6 separate regions of the Mus musculus genome follow, and regions 2, 3, 4, 5 and 6 are each linked to region 1. Evidence: chromatin contacts called from public ChIA-PET, HiChIP or PLAC-seq and promoter capture Hi-C data. All regions are on one chromosome and are shown on one strand. The core of a region is the stretch at or near the end of the contact, and the rest is flanking DNA. Distances in the headings are between cores, read along the strand shown.

Region 1 (3,812 bases), core at 690-3,189:
ACAAACAAAAACAGAAGACAACAACAAAACAGCCTCCAAGCCTCCCAAAACAAAAACAAAACAAAAAACCACTCCCCTTCAAAACCTTCACAACTAGCCAGCACAGCCTAAAAAACACTTGATTTTCTTACAACCTGAAGTCCCAGCGCAAAAACAGGCCAGCTTTCCCTTCTACTAGTTATGTCAGCAGAAGTTAGGGATTTAAGAGATGGTTCAGTGGTTGCTTTTCCAGAGGATACAGGTTCAATTCTCTTCCACTACATGCTGGCCCACAACCAATCTTTAGTAGGACCTGATAATTTCTTTTGAAGGCACAGTGGCATTCATGCAGACACAGAACCCGAATACATAAAATACAGAAATAAATATTAAAAAGGAAATCTTATCTTCAGTTCTTATTTCCAAGACTGTTTTTTTTAATAGTGTAAGCCCCCTCCCCCCGACATTTGCATAGGGATCTGAAAATAGGTAACTGTTTTAGGAGATAATCTGAGAAGTGGTTTATCCTCCACTTAATCCCAGCCTCTCCTAACTGGCCTTTGAACTTCTAAACTCTTGCTTCCTGGGCTATGTTCTGCACACATTAGGGAGCATGCATGTGATCTTAAAAAAAAAAAAAAAAGCGCCATCTTGTCACTTTTCTATTTAAAACTCCCTAAATGCAATCCCAGAGTAAACCAAACCGTTTGCATAGGTCACTGGGCCACATGACTTGCATCCTGCTGACTTAATCCTTTAGAACTCTTCCTACAGTCAGCAGCCACACTGCTTCTGTTCTGAGCTCACCATCTGTCTTCTGCTCAGGATCTTTGAACTATTTCCATTGTCCAGCCTCTGTTTCAGGCACCTGTTACAGAGGACTTCTCTGACCACCCAGGCGAAGTCTCCTAGTCCACACCCATAGCCCTTGTTTCATAGTAATGACATGAATCCAACAACTCTACATCATTTATTTGTCTGCTTTCTCCACACAACCACACAAGCCCCAGGAGAGAAAGGCCTAGCCTAGATGAAGAAATCTCTGATGCTAACCAAAGCCTTGTACGTGAATGGCTTATAGCATTCTTTGGATAAATGCTCTTTTCAAATCCTAACAATTCTGTGACGTGTAAGTGAGACAGCGGAGGTTCTGCAGGGTCAGGACTAGAGACTGGTTCCATCTGGCTATGACTGCTGCCTCTTAGCTCTTTATCTTACACACTTAATCCCCTTTCCTGGGAGGTCTGGTGAGGCTTTCAGTTGCTTTTCAGTGAAGCGGCTCTCGCCCTCCCAAATTTCGGAGGCTCATAATAGCCCTTATTCAAAAATGGATCTTTTGGGTGCTCTTTCCCCTTTTCCTGTGGCCCCCACCTCGCGCCCCCGCGCGTGAATCACTGGCAGACAGTATCCCACAGTAATAATCATAAAACTGGATGTGCTTTCTAGCCCGTAGATTCAGTAGCCTTCTCTCCGCCCCCAGCCTTGACTAAGCATCCTAGGGTCCTGTGGGGGCGAGATGGCTACTTGCGTCAAGGGCACTAGGGACTTTCAAACCCGCATCAGAGCTCAGCTAACTGCGCACAGCGGAACCTTTCTTTAGGATAGCCTCGTTTGCCCGCCGGTCGGTTTAGGAAGCAATACCTACTTAAGCGTCCCTCCCACTCCTGCCTTCCCTCCCTCCCTTCGGCTCCGTCTGCGGCGGCTGCTTTCCTCCCGCCCTAAGTTCCGGTGCTGGTGCTGCCGGCGCGGTCCGCGAACACCCACGCGCGGCTCACGGGAGCCCCGCTCGCCAGCGGACCCTTTCGATCGCCGGTGGGCGAGTGCCCGCGGTTTTCCTGCGGCGAGGAGCTAAGTGGAGGCCGTTCCAGACCCTCCGGCCCGGCGCGGGCAGGCGTGCACATCGCTCGCTATCCAGGGCGTGCGCGGGCCTCTCGAGACCCCAGCGGCGACCCGTAGCTCGGGCGCGCGCCTGTCGCAGCCCGCAGGAAGGAGGCGGCCTGAGACCCGGGGCGGCGGCCGCCATGGAGATCCCCTCGGCCCAGGGCCGGTGCCTGGGGCCTCGGGGGCGGCCCTGACCGTCCTTCTCCCCGCCCGGGCCGGGTCCCACTTGTGCCTCCGGCGGTGCTCGGCCACCTCTGCGTCTCCGCCCTCCCTGGGTCGCGCTGCTGCCTGGACACGGCGGCGGCGCCCTGTTGAATGGGCTGTGAGGGCCCGGGTCTGAAGTGCTGGTGGACGCGGCCTCCGGGGGCGCAAGGCAGCAGCAGCGGTGGCGACCAAACGGGTGTTGGAGTTGGCGGCGGCCATGGAGGGCCTGGCTGGCTATGTGTACAAGGCGGCCAGCGAGGGCAAGGTGCTCACTCTGGCTGCCTTGCTCCTTAACCGGTCAGAGAGCGATATCCGCTACCTGCTGGGCTATGTCAGTCAGCAGGGAGGACAGCGCTCCACACCCCTCATCATCGCAGCCCGCAATGGGCACGCCAAGGTGGTGCGCTTGCTGTTAGAACACTACCGTGTGCAGACCCAGCAGACCGGCACCGTCCGCTTCGACGGGTAGGTACATCCCAACTCCATCCTCCCTCCGACGCGCGCGGGCCTCCCAAGCCCTGGATCCTCTCATCCTTCATTAACCCTGTTTTCATGTGTGGACTCAGTTCTTTTTCATATCCCTTCACCCCCATTGATGCCCACCTCGTCTCCCAGAGCTATGCTTTGCTGCCTTTTCTTATCGACTCCTACCCTTTTCCCCCTGTAGGTGGTAGCCACACCCTGGGTCTTGAGATCTATAGTCTTCATTAGTCAGCGAACACGCACTGTCGGAGTGGTGGCTGCCCATCTAGGTTTTTGTATCTTTATATCAGCACTGGCGTAGTAACCTAGATCGGAAATTAACGAGATCAACAATTAAAATTGAGGACCTTTTGATGCTTCATTTAACCTCTCCATATCCCTTCTCCTCCCGCTCCCCCCCTCCCGTGGTCGGATCGAGCCTCAAGCAGGTCGTGGGACTATCTGTTAAAATAAGCCCCTAGAATCTTGTCATGCAGCTGGGCATCTCTAGGCACGGTTCTGACTCTCCCACAATGCTGGCCAATATTTTTGGCTGTACAGGTGGCTCTGGGCCTGGCGTAGAAGTTACGCCATTGCTAAATTACATGTATAGGGTGATACAGTGGGAAGGTTTCACAAACACTTAACATTGTTCAAAAATTTACTATTTACTATTATTCTAATATTTTTTTTCATTTGAGGTTAATTGTACATATTTTTGGGGGGCGGAGGAAGATAACAGAGTCGTCACGTTTGATACCTTTTTTTTTTTTCCTGTGCTGAACGATTGCGGAATGATTGGCATAATATAGCTGTATTCAGTTTGCTTTGTTTACATTGGTTTTTGTTGACCTGTAAATGAATAAGCTATTACTAGTTTAGCATTTTCTTTTGCAGTAGGTGGAATCTACGTATAGAAATGCAATTTAGTTTTGGTTAGTAAAAACTGCCTGACCAAAAAAGCCTGTTTGGAAGCATTCTTATATTCTCTAGCCCCTCCCTCCCTCCCTCCCTCCCTCCCTTCTTCTTTGCTACTTCTGGTCTCCAAAACCAGGTCTTGCTGCATAGCCCAGGCTGACCTGGAATCCCCCAACCTCTTGCTTTAGCTTCCATTATAGGTGTGGGCTTTAAAGCATCTTTTTTTTTTTTTTTTTTTTTTAAAGATGAATGTTAAATTTTGTTTGTTTTTTTTTTTTTTTTTTTTCCTCCTTAAACCATAAAAGCTTTTGAGTCAGTTTTAAATGAGAGGGAAATGATTTGGACTGTTGTATTCTAATGAAATGCCA
Region 2 (3,812 bases), core at 954-3,453, 910 kb before region 1:
GTGTGTGTGTATTTGTGTGCAGGTGTTTGTGTATATATTTGTGTGCAGAGGTGTGTGTGTAAGTGTGTGTGTGTATTTGTATGCAGGTGTGGGTATATATTTGTGTGCAGGGGTGTGTGTGTATTTGTGTGCAGGTGTGTGTGTGTGTGTGTGTACATACACAGGTACATGTGAAGGCCTGAGATCATCCTCAGGTGTCTCCTTCAGTTGGTCTCTGCTTGTGTTTTTGAGACAGTTACTAGAACGTAGTGATTTGTCTCAGCTGGCTGCCTAGTGAGCTCCAGGCACCCTCTTGTCTCTGCCTCCTCAGCCCTGGGATCTAAGTGCTTGCTACCACACCCAGTCCTTTTCTGAGAGTCCCGGGACTTGAACTCATGTCCTTGTGCTTGTGCGGTTAGCACTTGAACAATGGGACAGTTTCCTCAGCCCTGCTCTTTTCCTTTCCACTGTGAACATTTGGCATGGCAGGAAACAAGCCTTTCTAGGACGCAGTTCACTGCTCGTTCTGCTTTAAGACTGATGTGGACCCAGCGCCGGGTGGGTGAGTCTGTGTTTATGGTGACATGAATCACATGGGCATCAGTGAGTTCTATAAACACTGCTGTATCAGAAGAGGGCTTCAAGCTCAACCAGCCCTATGTGACTGTGTGACTCGGTCCTCTCGGGAGCAGCTCTCTAGTATGCTGTCCCGGGTAGTGGCAGTGAGCGTAGTTATGATGGTGCCATCTGAGGAAGCTGAGCTGGCACCGAGTGAAAGGTGTATTTAATCTTTAGGAGAAGTAAGAGAAGGTTTCAGGAGCTTGGAAATTTCACTATCCCGAGAAAGTATACTGAAGTATGACCCAGGGACAAGGAATGACAAGTGCTGAGTCTTATTAGCTCTGGGACGTTTGGGCAGTAGCCTCTCCTGTCCAAGCCTAGCTGTCATACCCTGTGCATGACTAGCATGCCAGCCTTCATGTCCCCTGGAGTGGGTGTGAGGCGATGGCCTTGTCAGGCTTTCTTGCCTGTGCAGGCGTTTGTGGGATGGCGGGACTGAGGGGCAGGCGGGATTGTACGATGAAGTGGGTTCTCCTGGGAAACTGGACCTGGAATGTCTGGGGTCTGTTCTGCCATTGACCGCAGGGTCCGAGGCACCTGTTTTGTTGAAGGCAGAGTTAGTGAAGACTCAGCCCCTTCCCTGTAAGGATTAGTCATATCCTCCCATCCAAACACTAACCAGCCTCGACCCTGCTTAGCTCTATCGGACCAGATGGAGGTAAGGTGAGCTCATGTGGAATGGCCTGAGATTTAATTGCATTCTTGCTGGTCACCTGGAAGGTCAGTGCGTTGTGAGTGAGTGGCATTGACCTTAGGATCCTCTAGACCTGCCTTGCTAGTCAGGCCGTGGTGGGGTGGGCTGAGGTGTGTGCACTGGGGGCATGCACTGGAGTCTGTCACAGGTAGGGCGAGTCAGAAGAGACCACTGCACACTGCTTTTCCTTTTGGAACGTGTTGTTCACACAGTCCCACGCCCTTGCCCAGAAATGTGTGAAAACCACTTGCAATATGCCAAAGGAGGCTCTTTTCAGAGTGAGCTGGCCCAACCACCCTCTCGAAGCCAGTGGGTTTTGTGTGAACATTCAGGTCCTTCCTCCACTGCAGGAATTTGGGGTCTGCCTGGGGTGCTGGTCAGGGCTAGTGCAGACTGGTGAATGTGGACGGATTCTGATAATTTCGGAGTGAGAGTCTGGTAAACAGGTGCGAGCCTGAGTTTCTCCATGGCCTTAGCAGGGGCAGACCACAGTGGATAGGTAGGACCCGGACTCATCCTGCTCATGTGGACTGGGATGTGGTCCGGTCCCCTCGCTGGGTACTGAAAGGTCTCCAGAGCCCAGCACTATCTGGATCTGTCTTCACTCTTTCTAGTTGGAGCTCACCCTGGTCCCTCTTGGGTATGCTATATGCACCTGCTGCCACATCCATTGGCTGCCATGTATCTCGGAGTGTGCCCCAGACTCTCGCACCCTTCTCTCTCTCTCTCTCTCTCTCTCTCTCTCTCTCTCTCTCTCTCTCTCTCTCTCTCTCTCTCTCTCTGTCCTTTGTTCCCAGAATGGTTCCACTCCCTTGCCTTGGTTACCCCCGGCTCTCTCTCTAACCACCTTTCCTTTCTCTGAATGTCTGCTGAGTCACTTCCTGCCTAGGGCGCAGAGCTCAGTAAATATTTTTGAATGTATTAATTTGGCCCTTCTCCACAAAGGTAACTTACCCGTGTGTCATTCATCCGCCCAGTTCTGACTGCTGGAGTTCCCTGTTCGGAAGCCCTGTCTTGGGCCTGCCTTGCTCTCCTCCCCCTGCCTCCCACCATTTGGGGAAGTCCAAGGTGCTGTGGTGAGGGATGGGGTTGAAGAGAGTTTAAGGAAGCAGCAGAGACCTGTGCAGATGTGAGTTAAGGATGATTGAGTTCCAGCTGTGACCTGACCTGCCTTAGGGAACCTAGAACAGGTGGAGAACTAGGCACTACTGGCCCAGAAATAGGAACTCAGAACTCCAAGCACTGTCTGGGCTTCTGTCTCATCATCAGCTACTCACTCGGCCCTCTCATCTCAGATGCTGGTAGCTTCGACCTGTCATGTGTAGCAGTCCAATGTCTGATCGTTACTCCTGTATGGTTTTTCTATGCATCTATTGAACAGAACACAGGGGCCTGAACTGAGCCAACAATAATGACTTCCATCTCCTGTTAATCCCGGGGAAGCTTGGCACTCTGTCACTTCTAGTAGCCAATGTGGGGGCCAACTGTGTACCTTTCTCTTTGTGTCTAGCTTGTTTCTAGACCTCAGTAAGCACTCAGTGTGGGTTGATCAGTGAGGCCATGTGTCTTATTTAAGGGAGTGAGTAGCTTTACCTTTTCCAAGGTGTTGACCTGCAGGCCATTGGAGATTGTACAGAAGGGAGCCAGGGGACCTGGAGGAAGGAAGGGGGCCAGGGCTGAGCTGTGTGTAACAGGCCCTGCTTTTCAAAGAGCCTGGCCTGCTGGGTTTGTTGTGGCAATGTTCAAAGGCAGGAAAGTAGATAAGATCAGACTTCAGACTGCTCACCCCCATACCTCCTCCGCCTCTAACAGCCCAGAGTGTCACCCAGGGCAGGCAGGCAGGCAGGCAGGCAGGCAGGGCCGGCGTGGGTATTTTTCAACTTTTGTAAACGCTACACTAGCACAGTGAGTGGCACTTCCTTGTCCTCGGAGAGGCTGGGGAATGAATGAGTTCAGGCTTTCCTGTTCTCATGGGAGTGGGTAGGTGCCAGTGTGTACACCGAGTGGCAGCTCCCTTGGGGAGATGAGGCATGCTAGCCAGAATGCCTCATCATAGAAGAAGCTAGACTTCTACAAAGAAAGGATCCTGTTGGGCGAGGTGGGGCATACTTATAATTCCAGCACTTGAGAAGCTGAGGCAGGAGGATTATGGATTTCAGGTCAGAGTGAGACCCCTGTCTCAAACAAGACCAAAAGCAAGTCAAGCATGGTGGCTCATGACTGTAAAGCCAGCACTTGAGAGGCTGAGGCAGGAGGATTGCTTTGAGGTAAATAGTGTCGAAAACCAACTGATGGGTCAAACAAACCAAGGCTTGTCTTTTGATTCATCTTCAGTGGTTCAAGCCGTGCTCTGTGCCATCCTTGCTTGGGTCCCAGTTCAGAACATCTGACCCTGTTACCCTCTGTTTCGGGGGCTCGGGAGGGGGCACACGTCTGCATATTCTATAAGCATCCATATGCACTGTGGGCAGTACCCTCCTGCCAGCCCATTTCCCATAATCCCGTCTGTCATGGCAGG
Region 3 (3,812 bases), core at 671-3,170, 830 kb before region 1:
ATTCTGCTTGGCCTTCTGTCACGTGACCTTGTCTTGCTTGCCTCTTACTCCCCTCTGAACTGAAGTCTGAGCTCCAGGAGAAAAGAAACATCATCCTCAAGACCGACTCCTCCGTCATGCTCGCTCCGATGCCGGCACCAAGAGTCACAGGTCATGAGGCTGGTTCAGCCTTAGCAGGGTTCAAAGTCAAGTTGAAGCAACTGAACTTTGCTAATGATGAGTGTCTGGAGGTTTCCTAGGGAGTGTCATTAATGCAGTCCAAGTCCTTAAATTCAGGTTAAATCTATGTTTCTTCCCACCAACACTGTTATCTTTATAAAGCACAGATCCTGGACATCAGTGAGCTCACACCTCCGTAGCATTAAAGCCATCTGATGGCCACTTCTTTCCCAAGGACAGCAGAGAGGCTCCTGGTTAGCAAGCTGAGCTGGAGTGTCTGCTGCCCAGCTTCTTGGTGGGTGAGCATGCACGGGCGTAGTACACTTGCCACCCGAGCTCTCAAGAGCCTGAGGTAAGAGGACTGAACACTGAAGGCCTGTGTGGCAAAACTACATCTCGAAAACAAAAGAAACGGGCTGGCAAGATGGCTCAGTGGGTCAAGGGGCTTGCTGCCACCACTGATGACCTGAATTCAAGTCTCAAGGACCCACACCGTGAAAGGAGAGAACAAACTCCTTAAAGTTGTCCTCTGACCTTCACATACACCAAGTGGCACACATGTACACACACACATAAATAAATGTAGCACACACAAAGGCTTTAAGACTCCCGCTCCCCATACACACATGTACACCAAGCAAGTTTGTATGCCAAAGATAGTCATAATTTTAAGGCCAGGTTTTGAATCTGTACTTTTCCATAAGGAGGGATGGGGGAGTGGAACTGTTCAATCACTAGGACACAGGAAATGGGCTGCCCAGCATTCTGAGGATAGATACACATGACTGCTATTAACTGTTCATTCCACACACCAGAGGAACAACCAGAATCAAGCAAGATGCTCTCGGCACTGGAACCTACTTCCCTCATAGTTAGGGTATAGAGCAGCTCCGTGGAGAACATGAGACTCAGTGTGTGCGCCTAAGGTGTAAGGCGGGTCACTGAGCAGAGCCCTGCCTTCTGCTCTGTGGCAGCACTTCACTGCCCAGGTACACAAAGGGGATGTCAACTTCCAGTCTGAGCAGCCCACGAGCCCGAGCACTGGGGAAGATGATTACATTCTCTCTCCCTGTAGGCTCTGAGACTGTTAGATAATGATCCAATGCTCAGTTGTCCCCTGTAGACGGGTGTGTGTGTGTGAAGAGCACGTCTGGTCATCAGCGCATTTGCTTAAGCTCTCTCCTTCAAGCAGAGCTCTAATGAACCAGAACCCCTGTCCATTCTAGACACTTGCTAAATTTAGCTTAACAGCAGCAAACACCCACCCTCAAAATAGTCCCTAGAGCCCATATCTTACCCCTCCACCATGACTCTCCTGCTTACACAAGGGTAAGGGGCCATGTTTCATGCTCTCTCAATGGTCACTGTTAAGAGACCATCCCAAGAGCACTGATTCCTCTTCCAGAGGACCTGGAATCAGCTCCCAGCACCCAAATGGCAGCTCACAAACATCTGTAATGCCAGTCCCAGACGATCCAACTCCTTCTTCTGACCTCCACAGGCACCATGTGGTGTAGTCATACCTGCAGGCAAAAATGGCAAAACACCCATACATGCAAAAATAAATTTAAAGGAGACTATCCCAAGGAACATGATAAACTGTCAAGACGTTCCTCCCAGCTCTCCACAGCGGGAGGGTGACAGTAGGCACACATCTTCCTCTTGTTCGGAGCAGTTCACAGGAGAGGCCTGGTGTATGCCTATGATCCTTGAACCACATTCTACATTGCCCCACTATTTAAGCCCAGCTTCCCCAAATCTTTAGTTTCTCTAGATCAGATGTGGCCAAGTTCTATAAATAGAGAGCAAGCCAGCTGGTTCTGTCAACCTTCTCATTCTCTGCCATATTTTCAAACTGTAAAAATAGCCTTGCTTTCATCACTTTGAAATCATTACATAATATGATTGTTTCAGGGAAGAAAAATTTGACTCTCATATTCATATTCTCTCTCTCTCTCTCTCATTTCTAGAACTCATGGATCTTCAGACTCTGTGATCATTTCCACCAAGCAGATTGTACTTGTCAACAAAAATTGTGGACCTACTATGTGCCAAGCACTTTGTTACAGAAACAAGAAGTATTTAAGGCAGAAAACCAGTTTCTTACCTTCAGTCCCCCCGGAACTCTAACTTATGTGCACATAAGTTAGACAACACCTATCACCACAGCACCAGCTCAGGAATATATAGGCAAAGTAGATTCTGAAACATTACAGGCAACAAACTCTTCGGACTGTATGTCTACTACAAAAGACACCAGGCTTCCACCAACTCACACCTCTTCCCAAACAGAACAAAACACATTAGCAGACTTTATAAATAAGTCATCTTTTAATTACTTGGGTTTGTTTAGTCAGCAAAATCAAGTCCACAGCCTTTTCTAGTCTATTTTTTCCCTAATCATGTGACCTAATATATTTTCTAAAATCTTCCATATTTTAAGAAAAACAAGTTCTACCTTTCTGGCAACCCACAGCCGACTTCCCTAATTTCCCTTCTTAACCAGTAGCGAATGCACTCACATTAAAGTATTAGTCCCCCTGAAAGGCTGGTGGTAAACCCAAGCTCAAAGCTTACAAGATCAGAATGTGGGGAGTGGGAACCCAGGAACCCGGAGCAAAGCAGCACCCACTGTTTCTAGAATACCACCATCACCAGGATCATGCCTCCTCCCTGGGTTGGTTCTGGCCTGGCTAAGCATGTTTCAGGTCCTGTAAGTGGTACCCAAGCAGGCGCGTCTTGTTTCTGGTCATGACCTAAGTCATGGTTGACACTAAGTCAGGCCAGCTCTCAGCCCACGATGAGTACCATGTACATGGCTGCATATCCTTAGAGACCCATGACAATGCAGGGGACTCAAGCCTGCCTCACAGAAGTGTCTGTGATGACAGACTACGCACTTTTAGACCTTTTCCCCTCTTTTCCTTTAGAACTTTGCTCTGTGCTCCCCTGGGGCTGGGCCCTGGAGTATGGAGAAGCCAATAGCCCTGGAAGTGAACCATGATGGTGGCTCAGGACCTGGCTGTCGGGAGGCTCACCTATCCCCCCACTGCTTGGAACTGGTGCCTTGACAGCAACCTCTGGCTTCCAAGCAGAAAGAAGGGGAGACCTGCTCTGAAACCTCACATTGCCAGGGAGAACACTCAGTGGTCGAAGAGCACAGCTGCCAGTGTCAGCAGTGTGCTCAGAACCAACACTGCTGCTCCCTGGGTCCTCAGGAGGGCACTCAGGGCCCTTGCCCAGCAGTGGGGAGAGGGGAGTTTACATTCCCCAGAGGAGGAAACTTTCACCTCTGTTTCTTATAGAGACACACCTGGCTTTTGCTGCTTTGTGGCAGGAACTCAGACACTGAACTTACTAAGGACTTACTAAGAGACAAACCCATGAGCCACCTGTTCCCTATCCCCTAGGCACATCCTACATCTACAGCTGCCTTTCTTGTCACCAGCATTCACCTTAGGTCAGAGCTGTGCTCTTGGCGGGGACCAGTGACAGTACACAGCCGATAGCACAAGCTCCGGACCTGCAGACAGAATGAACGGGGCAATCGAGCACAGCAGCAGAACTCCCCATGGAGCCCAGGCTGGCCTCAGACCCTCAGTGCTGAGGTCACAGTGTGCTCTCTGACACTTGGTTCTCCTGTATTACACATT
Region 4 (3,812 bases), core at 808-3,307, 780 kb after region 1:
ATCACTCAGCTAGTCTCTGAACTCCCTGAGAGCAGACATGGTTATCTATGGCACTAATCTGCAAGGCTGTCATAAATTATGACATGATAATGAATTAATCACCAAGGACCACACATGCACTGAAATTAGGAGCCTGCTTCTCCTGACATGCCTGCACTGGGCAGGACTCTGATTGGGCATTGGGCATCTCTGTTTTCCTCAGCTACAGATAGTGGGGTGCATGCCCACATGATGGGCTCTGCAGCTCCTGTAGGGAGTACAAAGAGGCCTTCCAGAGGTTGCTACATGCTTTCATCTGCCTCCAAAGCCCATTCCAGTGCCACAATCAAAAGATGATATCAGAGGACACCCAGAGCTGGTGGTTCTGTTACTGCCATACCTGCTTGGGCAGGGTGGGGGTGGGGGGGGTGGAGGTGGGGGATGGATGGAGGGAAGCCTTTGCCAATAACCTTGGGAAGACAAAGCAGAGATCTGCATCTCCATCTAGTGGATTCACTCAAGGCCGAGCTCAGCAGAGAACCCATTTTCCACCCACTTGTCAAACTCTGGTGTGCACAGGATGCCTGCCTGCCTGCCTACGTGGCTAAGACACTTTCCCCTTAAGCAATTAGATCTGGGAGTGCTAGAGAGACAGCTCAGTTGGTAAAGTGCTTGCCTTTCAAACAAGAAGAGAGTGTTCCATCTCCACAGTCCATGTTTAGAAGGGGGTGGGGAGCTAGAGAGAAGACTCCATCGAGAGCTGCTCCTGCAGAGGATTTAGTTCCCAGCACCCACATCAGTGGCTCACAACCCTGTAATCCAGGCGAATCCAACACCCAGCGCCTTTTTGTGTTTTTATTTCTGTGGGCACAAGGCACAGAGACACACAGATTAAGAGAGAGAGAGAGAGAGAGAGAGAGAGAGAGAGAGAGAGAGAGAATGAAAGAAACCAAGAATTAGTAATTTATGCTTGTAATCCCAACACTGGGAAGTAAAGACAGGTGAATCCCTGAGACTCACTGGCCAACCAACACACACACACACACACACACACACACACACACACACACACACAGAGAGAGAGAGAGAGAGAGAGAGAGAGAGAGAGAAAGACAGAGAGAGAGACAGACAGACAGACAGACAGACAGAGACAGAGAGAGAGAGAGAGAGAGAGAGAGAGAGAGAGAGATTTGTTCCAACACATCACATTAACTTCATTCAGAAACAGACCTAGAAGGGACCAGAGCTTTGCTCAAGGTCAGAGTTGACTAGAGTCTGGGACAGTCTCCTATTCTTCCTGGTGTGCATACCTGCCAGCAAGGCAGGTCAGGGAGCAAAAGGGAGGCAACTTCAGGGAGGACCACGGAGTCTGCCCACTGCTCACTGGAGCCTTCCAGATTGATCCTGGAGATTGATTGCCTGCTGTGGGGTGGGAGAAGGAGGAAGTGGCTTTGGGCTGTTCTTCAGCACCTGGAAGAACCAGCTTCCAGCTTCCCAGAGCCGGGTTTCTTTGTCTTCTGTGTCCCTTCATCTCTTCTCTCTGTGTCCACTAGCTGGTAGAGGGCCATGCTTAACATCTTCCAATCTGGGAACCTAGGACCAGAGACACCGAGCCTGCGGACAAGGGTTTCCAAGGACCCACTGTTCTAGGTGGTCTGATGGCAGGGGCCATCATCAGCCGGGGGCCTCTCAGCAGAGGAGAGGACCATGGGATCAGGCAGTTGCTTTCCTATCCTTCAGTGAGCTGCAAGGTGGCCTACGGGCTCCCAGACCTCAGATCTAAGGGTAGGAGTAGTGTAGAGTACCTACCAGAGAGTACAGGATGAGAAAGAGAACCTTGTGTACCTCAAATTTCAGCTAAGGGGCACCTGAGGCTGAAGGGACGCGGGAAGCTTTGAAGGAGAAGAGGTCTAGGGTTCGGTGCACGAGGCCTGGCGAGGCCAGGGAGCTGGGAGGAGAGCCCATCGCTCGGCTCCTCCCAGAGGCCGCCCTGCCCCGCCCCTGCCGGGACAGCCTGGGCGGGGACCCGCGACAGGAGGGCGCGCCGCTCTGGGTTCTCCAGGTGCAGTTCCCAGGCGCTTGGGGGCCCGCGCTGGCCTGGGAGGAGTAGCCCGTCTCGGATCTGCTCTTGCTGCGTCTCTACGCCCTATCCACTGGACGCCAGTGAGCCTCAGAATTCAGGTAACCGAGGGCGGAACTCCCGGCCAGTGTCCCCCACGGGTCCCCGTCCTCACGCTCCTATTCTCTGCCACTGAGCCACGGAGCCCGGGTGCTACTTGAAGACGGATCTTGAAAGTTTGCTCTTGGACGGTGGTGCATCAGGCAACTGCCAAGCAGACATTTGCACCCGCGCACCCCGAGCCCACGTGAAGAGGGGAGGCCTTTTCCCCAGCCTTTCTAAGTACCAGTTTTTCTCTTAATTATTCAACGAAACAGACACCCTCCCCATCCTGGCTCTCCATCCCTTAAAAAAAAAAAAAAAAAAAAGTCCTGGGATGGAATTTGACAGTAATTCTTAAGCTTTAGCGATGTTTATATGTGTACTTCCCGCCTCCTCTCGCCAGACGCACGCTATGAACCAGTCAGATAGTGTGCGGGTAAGGTGGTACAGTTTTGTGCCCAAGGAGGTAGCTCTGCGCCCTGATAAAGAGGGTAACCAGACACAGGAAGCTGGGGTTTTTTCCCCTCTCTTTTCTTTTTTCTTTTCCTTTCCTTTCCTTTTTCTTTTCTTCTCTTCTCTCATCTCCCCTCCCTCCCCTCCTTTTTCCTTTCCTTTCCTTCCCTTCCCTTCCCTTTCCCCTTCCCCTTCCCCTTCCCCTTCCCCTTCCCCTTCCCCTTCCCCTTCCCTTTTCCTGTCTCATTCTGTTTGGTCAGGCCGGGTCCTTATTGACGCCCATCCCAGCACTCTCAAAACCCAGACTGAGGAGCCTATGCCCTGAGGTGGGTGGGCTGCAGCCTACAGGTGCAGAGCACTGGAGCCCACAAAATTCTTGGTGGAAAGAAGAAAGCCGCGCCTTCCCCCAGAGCCAGAAAGAAGAGAGGGGAGACTGGGTGGATCCTAAAGCAGCCATCATGGCTGACATGGACACCCCAATTTCACTTTTCCGCGGGGGGAAAAACCAAGCAGATGGTAGCTGAAGAAAGAAAGGTGACTCCAAAAGGTTAAAGCATTTGACCCAAGCACAGTGGTGGGCCTCAGCCATGGTCTCTTAGACCAGGGGCTTCTGCATTTTAAAAGATTACTATATTTCTTTATTATTGTGCTTGGTAGTGGGGTACATGTGGAAATCAGAAGACAAGTTGCAGGGGTCATGTGGGGCCTGGGGATTGAACTGGGTTGTCAGGCTTGGTAGCAAGCACAGTCTCCCACTGAGCCATTTTGCTGGTCCTTTTCTGGTTATGCCCTTGACTGGCAGGAGCCAGTTGCTCCCTTGACGTCCAGGAGTGTGCAAGGTGAGGGCACTTTCAAATAGAATCCAAATCCCCTTAGGAAAGTCTGCCAAACCCCTACCAGCCCCTTGGTAAGCTCCCCTGACAGCAGGAGGGAGGCAGGACCTGCGGTCCCTTCTGTATCCATAGTACTTGGCACAGGGAAGAAACAGAGCCAGACCATCGTGAGTTAACCAGACACGGGTGAGTTCTTTTTCCAGTAGACAGGACTCTGCCCTGGAAGATCAGGAAGGACGTTTGAAAGCTAGCACCAGAAAACTGTGGACACACTCCCAGATGCCTTCACACTCTGCCCCTACTTGGAGCAACTTCTTTCTTAATCCAGTATATAAAACTATAATTATTCATCTTACTTCTTGTATAGCCAAGGAAGAGCAGGGTGC
Region 5 (3,812 bases), core at 710-3,209, 690 kb after region 1:
GGGTTTCCCATTTAACACCAAATCAAGTCCAATTACTGTGGCTTGGTAGTCAAAGCCTTTCACTATCTGGCTCCTTTCTGATCTTGCCCCCCACCCCCACCCCAGATGGGGGAATCTATTTACTGAGCCATCCAACCTGCAGCCTGGCTCAGCTCACATGCTTTTTATCATTGCTCTGGTTTAGATTATTTTCTCTGAAAAGCTTCCATTTCTGCCTTTAATTTATATGGGCCATCCTAGTATTTTACCACCCAGCTCAAGCTTCAGAGCTGCCTCTCTTCCCTCTGGATTTTTCTAACAGCTTTTGTCTGAACCAATTTGTGGCTCTCAGAGTGTGCAGTGGTGTGTGGACATTTTTCTTATTATGCACAAGGTGTGCAATAAGATAAGGAGTCATCAATATTCAACCATTTTCAAACTAGGAGAGGGGACTTTAAAAAAAAAGTAGCTAAAGAATGAAAAGAACACAGTTAGGCAGGTGCTAAAGGAAGACATCCTGAGCGTTGTCAATGAACCTCCGAGAAGCCATTGGGGAAAAAGTCCCACCAAAGAGACCATTTGTCTAGTAGGAGAGAGGTCTTTTGAAACTGTTGGGAGAGCAGCAGATTGTGTGGGCAAACGCAGTATTGTAGCAGGGAAATAAGGGATGAGAAGGTGGGGACCACAATACACTTTAATTTTCTCAAGACGTGGGATTCTCAGGACAGGGCAGCTCGAGTGGATAGAACCGGCAGGGTAGTTGTGTTCTGTTCAAATAACAGGGGATAATGAGTGTGTTCTGGGGATAAAGGGGCTAAAAAATTGATAATGGGGGTGGGGGTGGGGGTGGGGGAGCTGACTGAGTCTGGGCCTGGCTGAGGTCCAGTGCACAAGGGCAGGAGTTAACCTTGAGAAAGAGTAAGGCTACTTTTTGTGTTGGGCAAGGGAGACTAGGGGAAGATGAAGGAAAGCTACAGGGCAGGCATAATAATGAGTGAAGGGACTTAAATGTGAGGGGGGAATGGGAAAGGCTAGGAAAGCCCAGTTTCTGAAGCCAGTACAGATAAGCACCACAGTTTCCATTCCTTCCTTTTAGATTTATTGAATGCTCTATACCCTACCTGTGCTAAACATTACTGGGCCCTATGGTCTGTAAAGATACAAGTTCTCGGGTTTGTTAGGTTAGCACTCGTTTGAGATTTCGTTCTTCATCTTTGTGGAAGACTTTAAGTAGAACGCACAAATGAATTAGAAAGGTCCTTTGTTGGACCAGATAAACTGGGTTGGAGCTTAAAGCACCCGTGACGATATCATCGCCGTTTGAAATAAAAACGGAAGAGAGTCCGAAATGGGAGAAAGCTACACTAAAGGAGGAGACCGAAGTGAGTAAAGTGAGGCTGTAAGTCTTCAGGCTGGCAGATGGGACCTCCCTGTTCACTTCAGAGAGCAGTGAAAACGCACGGACAGCTCTTCGGTTTAAGCACTATTTAGTTCAGCTTCTCCGCTAAGTGTCTCTACGGCGGCCGAAGAGGACCAAACTTTGCCCAAACCACGTCATCTAAAGTACCTCTGCAACTGCCCAGGTAGCAAACTGACATCGGGTCAGCAACACCTTCGCCCGCAATTTATTGATGATAGGCGGGGAGAATTAGCTCTACTCTTTTGCAATTGGTCACAGGAGAATGCGAGTCCCGCCTTCTGCGCTGCCACCGTTGATTGGTTTTTTGGAACTGTCATTCGAGGACTCTCCGCCCCCTCATCATAGCTCCTCCCCTTAATATGGCCCCTCCTCTTGGTGACCCCGCCTTCTACACCGAATCTAACAGGCTGACGGAGCTGCCATTCGAAGAGCCTCCGTCCCGCCCTCTCCTCCCCGGCATGGCCTCGCCCCTTACCGTGGCTGGGATCTCGCGGGAAGAGCCGCGGGCACGGCGGCGGCTCGGCTCCCCAGTAGCGCGCCGAGCGGGCGGGCTCTCCTCACACGAGCGCTTCCTCGCCGAGAGGCTGGAGCTGCGGCAGCGCAGGCCTGGGCCGCCGTGTCTCTGCCGCTCGCTTCAGTTTTCCTCAGGGCTCTGGGGGCCGCTCGTCCGCCGACGCGCCTCAGGTGAGGGAGCTCGTCGTGTCGTGGCTGAGGGGCGGCCGTGGCAAGTGGGCTCGCGACGGGGGCGGCTCCCGGGGATGCGCGGCGTTCCGAGTGCGGGGATCTTGGGTGACGCGGCGGGGGCTGGGGTCTCGGGGCTTCTTTGGCTTTGGAGTGGGGGTGGGTGGCTGCCCAGGCGGTCCCGGGTCTCTAGGGTCGCGGGAGCGCGTCCTGTGTCCTGCCTGAGAGCCCGGGTGCTGGCATAGCGCGGTTCTGGGACTTGGAGACCATTTCTGGCGATCCCGTGCAGTTGAGGGGCTTGGGATACAGTTTAGCCTTGTCCGGAGGGCACGGGGAGACCTATGAGCGGAGAGGGGTCCGCTTGGCATTCCTGGGGTAAAGCAGGAGGATGTCAGGGTTCCAGAGACTTGGGTTTGTTTAAGGTCGCCATGGGGTGATAAGACGATGCCCGTGTCCCTCCCGGGAAGGAACGGACTGGGTGGGTGTGGGTGGGGGCGGGAAGCGTGCATGGGGAGACCAACATTTGTATTGGGGTTTCTGCTTCGCCCAGAGGGGGGCGGTAACTGTGCGTGATGGTCCCCATTCTTTTTCGGGGCGACAAGGAGGGTGATTTTGCCGTGTGGGCGCGGCTCAGCGGTCTCTGGGTCTCCAGGGGTGCCAGACCCGGTTTCAGGAGCCACCCCATGGCACTGCTTGTGGCTTTCGGTATCTGACGGTCTCGATCTGGTCTCTCTCTCTTTCTCGATGAGATTTAACTCAGTGCTTCTTCGTTGGACGCTTGATCGGGGCAGTTGCCTAGTTGGAGACACAGTGGGCTTGTTCTGCAGTTTTCTTTTCTTTGCCCCAGGATACCTTTGGGGACGCGCTGGTGTCGCCGGAGCTCTGATCTCCGGAGGAGAGGAGAGGAGCGATACCAGACTTGAGCATGTTGTCTGGAATACCTGACTGTTGAGTGAGGGTTTAGATCTGAGGGTAGGGCGGCTGTGCGATTTGGGCTTTCTGTTTTAGGTAGTGTTTGATGGTCTTGCATGGTTAAATCTGTCCTGAATTTGCCTGGGTGTTAGGTAGTGCCAAGAAGCATCCTTTCTAAAGGTTTTGTGGAAGAGGGGTAATTAAAAACAAAAGTGTAGCATATTATGTATGTATGTCTCAAGTCCAGATTTCTACAAAAGCGTCATTGGCAACCTGTTAATGATGCCCTATTGAGCTTCTTTAGAGAATTCTGGTACATCAGTTTTTACCGTGGTTTGAATCTTACAGAGTTCTTGAAGACTCTGCCAGACTTAGGTGGAACTTAAAATGACTTATAGGTATCTGCCTGTGAGTGGTTTAAAAACGTGTGTCAGAATGTCTGTACATTTGCCTGAGAATTCTCCTGGTTAGGCAGTCTAATGTCACTTTAGTCTAAGGAAACATTGCTGAGGTGCTTGTAAACAGAAAATATGATATAAGCAGGCAAATTGAAGTATCTTTGCTTTGTCAGTCTTTTTCTTGTCAGTTTTTTTTAAAGATAATTTCTTCTGTCTTTTTAATTAGAAAGATTGGGGACAAGTTACTAAAGCTTTGAATTTTGCAATCATGTAAAAACAAACAAAGGAATGTACTGCAGTGCTAATTTGGGCTTTGGGGCTGGGTATTAGGTTAGTTTTCATTTTCTCACACCTAAGTATGGGATCATCTTTTATGATCATCAAAACTGATCAATTGAGCAAATATTTGGTTGAAACCAAAG
Region 6 (3,812 bases), core at 829-3,328, 590 kb before region 1:
TTGGCCGTTTCCAAGGGTATGTGACGTACTGTAGTGTGACTTGATTCTCTACTTCTCAATGATGGTTGAAATTATGCCTCTTTTACACATTTATTTCATACCAGAATGTCTTCACTTCTGATACGTCCGTTTCTTTCTCTTTCTATTGGATTGTCTTTTCCTTAATGATTTCTAGGAGAGTTATATATATATATATGTATATATGCAAACTGACCACTTGTTAATCTGATGTTAGGTTAATTTTGTGTAGTTCTCATAATTAGTCTTCTGCTGCCATTTAAAAATATAAATAACAGAAGCATTGCTCACCTTTAAGGTAAATCATTAAAAAAAAAATTCTACTTTTATTTTAAAAAGTTAGTTTTTCTGGAAAGATCAGGATTTTTCTGAATAATATAGAGCCAAAGCAGAAAATCCAGGAAACGAAATGGCAGTTTAATTGTCACTGTTTTGCAATACAAAACAACAGCAACAAACCAGTGCTGAAAGCCCAGTGCTCCCCTCCCTACTCAAGAACAGCAAAACCAAGGCAACAAACTAGCTGTGATTCTGTTGTGGTGCCACTTTACCTATGAAACTACTATTAAAAAATTAATTTTATAAATGTTTAGAAATAAACACATTGTGTTTATAATTTTCTTTATATGTTAGAATTCTGTGACAGATTTTGTCTGAAAAAGGGCTCCATTGCTTTTAAAACTTTACTTTGAAAATGACAGTTCTGCTGCAGCTCCCTACCTCCCTTCAATAGTCCTCCTAGCTATTCTGCATATCAAATATATCATGACTTCACCTAATCTTTCTTTAAAAATCGATATCTAATAGAGAATCTTATAAAGTTCAAACTATTTGCATGACTGCAAAACCCCCCTAAATATTTAACATATTTGTGGAATGAACTCAATGTTGACTAACCCAAAACTGGTGACTATAAAAACAAAAATGTTGCTGGAGAGATGGCTCAGTGGTTAAGAGCATTGGCTGCCCTTCCAGAGGACCTGAGTTCAATTCCCAGCTACCACATGGTGACTCACAACCATCTGTAATGGGATCTGATTTCCTCTTCTGGTGTGCATGAAAATGGAGCACTTGTATACACAAAATAAACAAATCTTCTTTAAACATCACACTATTCTACATCCTTCTTGAATTTTCAGCAAATAATTGTTATATAGTTCCAACACAGAGAATTACTTCATTTGCATATGGTACTTTCCAGAAACCTCATCCTATTTACTCATTCTCCCCACAAAAATTGAGGACATATAAGAGTAATGATACTTTAGACATGAGGTTGTATGCTAGCAGAAAGTCTGAGAAATGCTTCCCTTACACTTTCATGGGTAACTGAGATTGTTAAAGGTTGGTGACTGCCAATTCCGGTCCTAGTATTTACTGTGTTCTCAGGAGGGAAGTTTTTCTGAGCTTTAGGGCACTAAATGAGAAAACATAGGACTGCTTTTCGGGTTTTGGGGGTGGTGGTGCGGGGACAGGGAGGCAGTTGAGACTTGCTCTTCTATGTAGCCCAGGCTGGCCTCCACCTCCCCATCCTCACATCTCAGCCTTTTCAGGGCTGTGATTCCAGGCAAGCGCCACATCTGGCTTGGGACCCTATCTTGCACTATCTAGGTAGGATTCAGTCTGGACAGTGAACACGACTGTGAGGACATCTGCACATACGTGCAGTCTGAGGTCACCAAGCGTCCAGCCCGGGCAAAGGCCAGGCCTTGGTGTCAGCTCACTTTCCTGTGCACACCTCAAGCACCTCAGCATCCCTGAGGATTTCCCTGGAGCCCAGCGCCTGACAGCCAGACCGGGTTTGTCGCTGTGGAGGATTGTTTTAACATTGTCTCCCTGCTCCGAGGTTACCTGAGGCCAGAGGTGACAATTTTCCTGATCTGCGCAGTCGCTCCGCCCTCCCGTCCCGTCCTGTGCGCACGCGCCGCACCTCAAGGCGCTCTCACCCGCGCGCTGCCCGCTGGGTGTCCCCCGCCCTGGCCTAGGGTGGTGAGGGGAACACGCATGCGCACACTCGCCTGACCCCGCCCCCAGAGGCCCGGCCCCAGGGGCCCAGGGCCGGCTCCCCGGCGTGCCCCGGCCATGGAGGCCCTGCGGAGGGCCCACGAGGCTACGCTGCGGCTGCTGCTGTGCCGGCCCTGGGCCTCGGGCGCCGCCTCCCGCCCGAAGCCCCGCGCCTCGGAGGTGCTGACGCAGCACCTGCTGCAGCGGCGGCTGCCGCACTGGACTTCCTTCTGCGTGCCCTACAGTGCGGTCCACAACGACCAGTTCGGCCTGTCGCACTTCAATTGGCCGGTGCTGGGCGCCAACTACCACGTCCTGCGCACCGGCTGCTTCCCCTTCATCAAGTACCACTGCTCCAAGGCGCCCTGGCAGGACCTGGCCCCGCAGGACCGCTTCTTCACCGCGCTCAAGGTCATCAACCTGGGTGAGTGGCGGCGCCCTCGTCTGACCCAGGCACTCCTCCATCCCAGGGCGGCCGCTGGCCCACAAGCACGCTGCTCGCTCTCCAGGGCCGGCCCTTCGCATCCCCGGTGGGCTGCTTGCAGCACCCCTGAGGTCGTGCCCTGCCACTGTCCACCCGGGAGAACCCTGCCCAGGGCAGCGAGGAGTGAGTCCCGACAGTGGCTCCGAAGTTGCTTAGCAAGAGTCATTCCCGCGCTCATCACCAAGAGCCTTTGGAGGACAAAAAACTGGACGGACTTTTAAAGTTTCTTTGTCTTTCTGTGAAATCTCAGCAATTGTGTTTTGCTAAAAGCAGTAGGTTCTCTCCAGACATCATATTTTCTCAGGTGCTAGACTTAAAAGATGCTGTCTTTTAAGATCCTTTAGTATCTATATTCCTGAAGATAATCTAATTCTGACGGTCCTCCTGCTAGATGTGTGTGTTCTGTGGTCTAATGGCAGAAGAGTCAATATCACGGATTGTAGATGTGACAGCATTTTATAGATTAGGGAAAAATTCAAGTCCTCAAGATGTTTCGGACCTATTAATAGCTGCTAAAAAAAATATTAACTTAGATGTCAGTCACTCAAACTCTATACAAGGAAGCAGAACCAGTATAATCCAAATAGTTTTTTTTTAAATATTGCTGTCTAGGGATTTATTAACTTTTTTATTAGATTATTTTCTTTATTTACATTTCAAATGTTATCCCCTTTCCTAGTTTCCCCTCCGAAAATCCCCTATCCCCTTCACCCTCCCCCTCCAAATAGTTTTTTTTTTTTTTTCAATCCAAAATTAACACTAAACTCTGTGTAGCCGTACTAGTGTTACATATAGTCTGGTAGTTCATTCAATTTAATAAAGCATGGGCATTTCTGCTTATAATAACTCAAATAGCACTTACGGGATTTTTGAGCCATTGTCCCCCTGGAAAATCCAGGAAGGAGATTATACACCAATGTGTCTCATAACTTGTTTGATCCACTCTATACAGTGTATGTCAACTAATCCTGAGGTTGGTATGAAACTATGGGAAAAGCCAAAATGCTAACAAATTAGATTTGTGAAATGAGTTTATTTTATTATTTTCAGAATTGGCAGGAGTCATTCTTTTCCAAATACTGAGATATAGGTTAGGAAAACTAGTAGGCCAGGAGGAGAAATGGGATGAGGAACTGTGGGAGGGGGACCAGGAGGAGGGCAACAGCTAGACTGTAAAAAAATAAAATTAATAATAAAAGAAACCCTAGCAGGTCAAGCCATAGGTAAACTATATAGGCTGAATCCCTTATATAAAATGTCACAGGTTAAAATAAACATTTCCTTAAAGATACCTGTCATGACTAAG

Evidence for each region. Promoter capture Hi-C pulls out the DNA fragments that hold promoters and counts their contacts. ChIA-PET counts read pairs in DNA pulled down with a chosen protein or histone mark. HiChIP or PLAC-seq counts read pairs in DNA pulled down with a chosen protein or histone mark. Capture Hi-C pulls out chosen DNA fragments and counts their contacts.
Region 2: an RNA polymerase II ChIA-PET map of memory CD8 T cells shows a contact between it and region 1, with 11 read pairs. The contact joins the enhancer-like site here to the promoter of Fem1b in region 1. A contact is called at or near these places in 4 of 115 datasets of contacts at active chromatin or transcription factors (embryonic forebrain, embryonic stem cells, memory CD8 T cells and 1 more) and 1 of 9 other capture datasets (embryonic stem cells).
Region 3: a contact with region 1 is called in an H3K4me3 HiChIP or PLAC-seq map of bone marrow-derived macrophages, with 2.8 times the contacts expected there. The contact joins the enhancer-like site here to the promoter of Fem1b in region 1. A contact is called at or near these places in 6 of 115 datasets of contacts at active chromatin or transcription factors (T-cell acute lymphoblastic leukemia, acute myeloid leukemia, astrocytes and 3 more).
Region 4: a promoter capture Hi-C map of adipose tissue shows a contact between it and region 1. The contact joins the promoter of Paqr5 here to the promoter of Fem1b in region 1. A contact is called at or near these places in 2 of 115 datasets of contacts at active chromatin or transcription factors (large pre-B cells and pancreatic cancer cells) and 1 of 9 other capture datasets (adipose tissue).
Region 5: a promoter capture Hi-C map of erythroid cells shows a contact between it and region 1, with 12 times the contacts expected there. The contact joins the promoter of Glce here to the promoter of Fem1b in region 1. A contact is called at or near these places in 3 of 39 promoter capture datasets (cranial neural crest, erythroid cells and frontonasal cranial neural crest), 5 of 484 Hi-C or Micro-C datasets (CD4 T cells, CD8 T cells, Th1 cells and 2 more), 4 of 115 datasets of contacts at active chromatin or transcription factors (astrocytes, memory CD8 T cells, pancreatic cancer cells and 1 more) and 1 of 9 other capture datasets (adipose tissue).
Region 6: a contact with region 1 is called in an H3K4me3 HiChIP or PLAC-seq map of pro-B cells, with 3 times the contacts expected there. The contact joins the promoter of 2300009A05Rik here to the promoter of Fem1b in region 1. A contact is called at or near these places in 3 of 39 promoter capture datasets (the C10 cell line, erythroid cells and pre-B cells), 6 of 484 Hi-C or Micro-C datasets (B cells, CD4 T cells, CD8 T cells and 3 more), 10 of 115 datasets of contacts at active chromatin or transcription factors (the 230-238 cell line, acute myeloid leukemia, astrocytes and 6 more) and 3 of 9 other capture datasets (adipose tissue, liver and pancreatic islet).

The regions. Positions count from the first base shown.
Region 1 is chr9:62,809,775-62,813,586 of GRCm38.p6, reverse strand. Fem1b (fem 1 homolog b) reads left to right here and starts at 1,939. Exons shown (of 2, transcript NM_010193.4): 1 at 1,939-2,529. The coding sequence starts at 2,282.
Region 2 is chr9:63,720,267-63,724,078 of GRCm38.p6, reverse strand. All of the region lies in intron 1 of Smad3 (SMAD family member 3), which reads left to right. Among named protein-coding and RNA genes, the nearest start is that of Gm51710, 9.4 kb to the left of the region's middle. Within about 2 kb of position 2,203, at least 151 of the 459 cell types and tissues checked have an H3K27ac peak or open chromatin away from gene starts, as enhancers often do. A contact at or near this core is called in memory CD8 T cells, where this site is marked.
Region 3 is chr9:63,640,554-63,644,365 of GRCm38.p6, reverse strand. It overlaps Aagab (alpha- and gamma-adaptin binding protein), which reads right to left. Exons shown (of 10, transcript NM_025857.3): 10 at 1-3,812. Among named protein-coding and RNA genes, the nearest start is that of Aagab, 40 kb to the right of the region's middle. Within about 2 kb of position 1,920, at least 23 of the 459 cell types and tissues checked have an H3K27ac peak or open chromatin away from gene starts, as enhancers often do. A contact at or near this core is called in bone marrow-derived macrophages, where this site is marked.
Region 4 is chr9:62,025,035-62,028,846 of GRCm38.p6, reverse strand. Paqr5 (progestin and adipoQ receptor family member V) reads left to right here and starts at 2,057. Exons shown (of 8, transcript NM_028748.2): 1 at 2,057-2,160.
Region 5 is chr9:62,120,756-62,124,567 of GRCm38.p6, reverse strand. Glce (glucuronyl C5-epimerase) reads left to right here and starts at 1,959. Exons shown (of 5, transcript NM_033320.5): 1 at 1,959-2,083. It overlaps Mir5133 (microRNA 5133), which reads left to right and starts at 1,974; the gene lies at 1,974-2,050.
Region 6 is chr9:63,397,510-63,401,321 of GRCm38.p6, reverse strand. 2300009A05Rik (RIKEN cDNA 2300009A05 gene) reads left to right here and starts at 2,078. Exons shown (of 2, transcript NM_027090.1): 1 at 2,078-2,446. The coding sequence starts at 2,101. It overlaps Gm16759 (a long non-coding RNA gene), which reads right to left and starts at 2,005. Exons shown (of 5, transcript XR_003948339.1): 1 at 1,870-2,005.